Linked DNA regions of Rattus norvegicus: region 1 is linked to region 2. The links are chromatin contacts, called in public Hi-C maps. All regions are on one chromosome and are shown on one strand. The core of a region is the stretch at or near the end of the contact, and the rest is flanking DNA. Distances in the headings are between cores, read along the strand shown. Region 1 has its middle 74 kb from the start of Gnaq. Region 2 overlaps LOC102553402 (a long non-coding RNA gene).

Evidence for each region. A called contact is a pair of places that touch in the nucleus more often than the background predicts.
Region 1: a Hi-C map of Schwann cells shows a contact between it and region 2, with 5 times the contacts expected there. The contact joins two enhancer-like sites. A contact is called at or near these places in 3 of 12 Hi-C or Micro-C datasets (Schwann cells, frontal cortex and mammary epithelial cells).

The regions. Positions count from the first base shown.
Region 1 is chr1:222,777,282-222,780,268 of GRCr8, forward strand. No RefSeq gene overlaps it. Among named protein-coding and RNA genes, the nearest start is that of Gnaq, 74 kb to the right of the region's middle. Within about 2 kb of position 1,415, at least 19 of the 93 cell types and tissues checked have an H3K27ac peak or open chromatin away from gene starts, as enhancers often do. A contact at or near this core is called in Schwann cells, where this site is marked.
Region 2 is chr1:222,732,870-222,736,093 of GRCr8, forward strand. The region is part of intron 1 of LOC102553402 (a long non-coding RNA gene); the gene reads right to left. Among named protein-coding and RNA genes, the nearest start is that of Cep78, 33 kb to the left of the region's middle. Within about 2 kb of position 1,857, at least 10 of the 93 cell types and tissues checked have an H3K27ac peak or open chromatin away from gene starts, as enhancers often do. A contact at or near this core is called in Schwann cells, where this site is marked.

The DNA.
Region 1 (2,987 bases), core at 165-2,664, 44 kb after region 2:
CAGGGCTACCATGATAGAAAAACAAATATGCTGATTATTCCGATTTACTTTTTAAGTGAATTACTGAAGCACCGAGAGCCAAGGATGTGGTCATGTCTTATTCAGCAAACATTTTTAAAATATTTAAGTCAGTGATCTATGTGTTGGGCACATCAGTAAACAAAAGGGACAGAGATATCTGCCTATTTGGGGTTAAAAATTCTAGTGGAACGAATACCCAGGGACATAACTACTAGATTAGACAATAGTTTGGAAAGCCATGACACGCCACAGACAGGGCACAGTGTGGTAAGGGGTTGGGGGTGGGGCAGTGCTACAGAGGGGCTGGGGGTGGGGGTGGAGCAAGTTGCCAATTTAAACAGAAATGACAGAGTAGACTCTGTGGACCAGGTCATGCTGGAGTAAGTGTTTGCAGCAGCTAAAGGGTTAGGTAAGTGGATGGGAAGGTGCTCCTACCAGGCTTGTATTAGGAATAGCACAGCTATGGCCAGAGCTAGATAGACAAAGAGGAATTCAAAAGGAGCCAGAGTCGGAGAAACATTGGGGAACCTTGCCTGTGCAGGGTCTTCTTGGCCATATGAAGGACTTTGACATTTATCAGAGTAAAACCGGAGGCTTGGAAGGACATTAAGTAGAGAAATTAAGAGCTGAGAAGCGTTCTACGAAAGCCATTCTGGTTTCTGAGAATTGTCTCTTGGAAAGACAGTTGGATAAAAAGACCAAGGGGGAGGCTGAAGCAAGGCTCCAGGCGAGGAGAGGGATATGTGATGGAGCAGGGCTATGAGTGAGAGGACCCAGTGAGAACACCACGCAGTTACTCAACTGCAGTGAGAGAGAATTTCCATCATCTGAGATGAGAGAAATCTCAAATGGAAGAGGTTTAAGGAAGAAAAGGAGAACTTTGTTTTTAGACACAATTGTGGCGTCTCTCAGGCGTCCAAGTAGACATGTCCAGAAGGCAGCTGCCTGTGTCTCAAGAAGCACGCTGGTCACAAGATAGAAATGTGGGGTTTGTTGGCATATGGATAAAAGAATTCATTAAGAAGTTGAGCGCACAAGGAAAAGAAACCCAAGCATTGCTCCCTGGGGGAAGATGAGAAGACCTGGGAGATGGGTACTGAGACAGACGGAAGAAGAAGAGACAGAGGGACCCAAGGCAAATGAAAAAGGGTGTGGGTATACTGGACGCCAAGGAAAACCAAGTTAAAAGGAGGTGGTCAAATGCCAGAATTGCAGAATAGTAACACCTGCATGATAGTCTAAATGAAAAAATTTGTGCGAATTCCTAATCACAATGTTTGGTTCTAGGAAGGGCTCAAAAATCACACTTGGTATTTTTATACCTGTTCCCGAGAAAAAGAAAACAAAACCTCACTATAAAGCTGCCCAGTTCCTACGATGACCTCCAGAGGGCACTCGAGGACTTTCTTCCCTGTCAGTTTTAGGCGTGAGGTAAAATGGATTCCCAGAGCAAACAGTTCTTCATCTGAAAGGCTCGAAGATCCAATGCAGTGGGTGTCAAATGTCTGTGTGGACAAGAATTGCTTGGTCCTGTTAAAATGCTGACCCGAGCCAGGGAGATGGCTCAGTGGGTGAAATCACTGGTTTGGCACCCCTTTTGATCTGTAATCTTAGTACATCTGTGTTGAGATTCGAGGAACATGGCTGGAACCTTACCGCCGCTCCTGGATGAGACAGTGGGGCAGAAACAAGAAAGATTATGCTGCATAGTGGTGATAGGTCTCAAAGAAGCCCAGGACAAGTATCACTCAGTACCTGTGGCGCCTTCCAGCAGTTCTCACCCAGTCTGCTACGCTAACCCTCTGGGGGAGGGGGAGGGGGAGGGGGACGGGGAGGGGTGCGCGTCTGCTTTACCTTCCCGAGCCTGATCGCTATATAACTCGGCCATTTTGGCTACTCTGGTCTCTTGGCTTGGGTGCCTCTCATAGTCGCATGTTCTTCTCTTGCTCCCGTTCCCCATCTCTCTTCAGTGTTCTAGTTTAGTCTGTCAGCCATGTATAGCCTGGACTCTTCCCTCTGCATGCTTTCTCCCCTATATCTACAATAAATCTTCTAGTTATGTCTTGTTAATCCCACGGGTGTTGGGGGGTTGGATAAGGCCACTACCACAACTTTAAAGCCATATTTGAAGCAAACTTTAGTTAAATACTGGTCAGGAAGATATCTATCCGGGTCCATTTCTGGGTTCCAAGAAAATGGCCACGAGTCACACTTTGCAGAAGCTAAAACCCCACCAGGCCACTATATTTCCCATCAAATCTAATCAGGGACAAGCATACATCCTGACATATTTCCTGTCCACATACCTTCTGCCCACTCATGATCAAACACGTCCAATGTAATAGGTCAAACAAACATAAGACAAACAGAAACTTACTCTTGTCTTGACTGCAAACAGAACTCTTAACCTGCAAGGTATGTTTTTCCTGTTTCAGTCTCCCAGTAACAGGCAGGGCGAGCCGCTCCTGCCTGCTCCTGTGTTTGGTTTCACACTCCTCCTTTTTTATTTCATTTTTCTTCCATTCAGGTGGAAGGCAGGAGTCAACACCTGAAAATTGTTCCCAAATGCAAACATGCTTGCATTCACATAAAACAGATAAAGACAAATACAAAGACCATCTTTAAACATAGGTTCACAAGAGGCCCAAACTGCTACTGTCTAGAATCTTGACTTTTTTTTCTCTCCATCAGTCAAAGAATTAAAAGGCAGAGAAAAAAATCCTTTAGCATGACAAGTAGCAATGGAGAAATCTCGAATACTATTTGTGCTGGCTGATTTTTGTGTCAACCTGACACAAGCTAGCTTCATCTGAAAGGAGGGAATCATAATTGAGAAAATGCCTCCACCAGATCCAGCTGGAGGGCATTTTCTTAATTAGTGATCTATGGGGGAGGGCCCAGACCACTGTGTCATGTGTGTGTGTGGGGGGTGGTATCCCTGGGCTGGTGGTCTTGGGTTCTATAAA
Region 2 (3,224 bases), core at 607-3,106:
TTCTGGAACATTCTTTTAACCCCAGCACTTGGGAGGCAGAGGCAGGCAGATCTTTTTGAGTTCAAGGCCATCCTGGTCTACATATTGACTTTCAGAAAAACAAAATGTACAAAGTGAGACCCTGTCTCAAAAACGATAAATTCTTAGCACGTGGTGGCTCCAAATGTCATTTCTTCTTGTAATTTTGGAGTAAGTGTAAGAAGATGACTAAGCCACTCAGTCTTGAATCCATGTAGCTTGTCCCTAGGTCTTCTTATTCATTGATAGCAAACCTAACCGAGGCTCCACCACCGAGGAGTCTCATGATTCTGGAAGAACTTAAGTCACAGACGTGAGCCCAACTCATGACCCCGTCTGGAGGGGCTGGGGTTAGAGATTTGGCATAGAGGGTGATTGGATTTTAAACAATGACCATGTAAATAGACATGGAAACTCGTGGAAGTTAGATTGCTGTAAAGAAAAAGAAAATAACTCAAGACCAAGAGCTGAAAGGAAACTCAGAAGGGTGTGCCACGCTGTCTGTGTCTCCAGGACTTGGGTTTGCTTAAAGCCCTTAAAGGAATTCTGAGCATCTCACAGAACAGGTGCATTTCTTATTGTCACTATACCTAGAGTGAGAAACAGATTGCCTTGGTTGTTTTTTGTCAATTTGACATCTGGGAAGAGGGAACCTTCCTCAGATTGGCCTTTAGGCAAGTCTGTGAGTCATTTTCTTGAAGAATAATTAATGTGGGAGGGCACAGCCTACTGTGGGTGATGTCACTCCTAGGTCAGTGATCCTAAGCAATGTATGAAAGCAAGCTGAGCAAACCAGTAAGCAGAGTTCCTCTGAGGACTGTGCTTCAGTTCCTGCTTCCATGTTCTTGCCTTGAGTTCCTGTCTGAGTTCCTGCCATGGCTGACCTCAGGGATGGACTGTGGCATGGGAGTGGAAGATGAATAAGCCCTTTCCTCCCTTAGTGGCTTTGGTTAGGGTTTTGATCACCGAAATAGGAAGCAAACTAGAACATGGCCTCCGCCCTCTGTTCCCAAGAAGACTTTGTTTCTCTTAGGCTTTTGCCTGGCAACAGTGAAGCAGTTTGGATTAAACCATCTGCTGGGGTCCAGAGAAACCACTGCTTAGAAGCACACTGATCTCGCCACAAGGTGTTCATTCTCAAATTTTTCTGAATGGGTCAATCCATCAAAGTTCCGCCATGCTCTGCTGACCCTTCGAAGCTTCAAACCATCAGAGTGGTCAGACGAGTGGGTTTGGATTAGTCCAGTTCAGGAAGTGTTGGTGCCCACTCCACCCATCCCAGTGGAAGACGTTCCAGACCACAGCTGCAGAAAAGGGGAACTGAGAGTCCACGAGAGGGAAGAAGGCTATCTGAAAGAGAACAAAGGAAGGCACCCAGGGCTGCACACTGTAATCTATCTCAGACTTCCATTTCAACAAAGGAGAGGAATTTTGTTGAGGGATATTAATTTCTACTCAGTGAATTAGTTTGAGAAAAATCCATATTCGTCAAGTTCGGGAAGTCTTTGTTCTCCTCTTTTGGTTTATGATACAAACTCCGCAGAGACGGTCTGAATATCATACTTTATGCAGTGGGATCTACATAATGAAACATCATTTTGTGTTCCATACATTTGTAGAATTTATATGTTATAAAAATAAAAGGGTAGAAAAGAAAATAGAAGATGTATTTCCTGCTTGAAAGAACCCATAACCCTTGAACTAATTTAATGTCTGCTGTGACTCACTTCAGAGACTTCTGGGAACAATAACTAAATGAAACAGACTCTAGGAGGTTCTGAGTGATTAGTGATTAACACTGGGGGAATTTCTCCACGTCTGGGGGAAGCCCGACTGCATTAGAATACTGTTGGGCTCTGAAGGGGTCATCAGCTTGTCCTGACTTGCCTAGGACGGCCTTCATTTTGCTGTCCCAAGAGCCCAGTAAGAGTGGGAAAGAAACGACTGCCAGGCATCCTCACTCTTCTTTGAAATCTCCAGCAGTCAGATATGGAAATGGTTGAAATGGCTGTGCTCTCTACTTACCCAAGAGGATTTTTCTGGGACTATCTTCCTTTAATAGCATAATGATAAAACTTTAAAAAAAAAGAGGGACCAAGTATAATAAATTACAAAGATGGTAACATCCGACAAAGGCCCCTCCAGTCCAGAAACAGTTGTGATATTCTTTAGCTTGCTTAAGGTCAAAAGGCCATTAGACTAGTACAAGAGTCTCTGTGCTATAGTAAGAACCCTGGGGACTTTAGAGGACCAGTGGGTGCTGGATTTTGCTCCTTACTCTGCGCCCTCCGGATGTGGCTCTTCAGCTTTCCTGGACACACACTGAGCTACGATACCATCTGAAGGCTGTGCTATATTGCATTTCTGTTGCTTGTTTCCGTTGGTCGCCATAAGAGCCTTGATTGTGCTCCACTGAAGCACGGCAGTGATATTGTGGCTAAGTGTCCTACAAACATGGCACCGTCATGACTGCCGTCACAAAAGCCATAGTCAGTGTGATTATCATCTGGCAGTGATAATTTGATTATATATTATATATTTGATTAACCCGACCTCTTCCCTCATCCCTTCTTTCCTGTGCATTCTTCCAGCGTTTGTGATGCTCTGCCCATTAAAATCAGGGTGGAACCCACATTCGTTTCAGGGTCTAAGACTCAGATTCCCTTTCTCCCCTGAAGCTTTATCTAAACCCCGTGTGCATAGCAACAGGTAAATAAAAATACTAGACATATTAAAAACAAACCTGAACACAGGAAGAACCGATATTGATGTGGGTGGTTTAGATATATATCAATATATCCCGTTGGAAGTGCTAGCATTTTCTGTCGGGTTACATAAAAAATACTTTTGGCTCTTGTTTCTGCCTCCCATTTGCACACTCAGAGTGCAGGTACACACACCACAGTGTTTGTCTTTTCAATTTGGTTTCTGGGGCTTGAACTCAGTTCCTCACATTTGTTCAACAGTGCCTTATCCACTGAGCCATATCTTTAGCCTACTTTTTCTGAGATGGGTCTCACAGTGGAGCCTGAGCTGATTCAAACTCGTAACCGCCCTGATTGCTGATATTATAAGCAAGAGCTACTTTGCTTAGATATACTTCAAAGCTAGCATTTTGATTTACCGATGATAGATTATCCAAGGCGGGATCATGGTGTCACCTTAATTGTGTTTGTCTGTGCATGGCATACGCAGAGATTCATCAC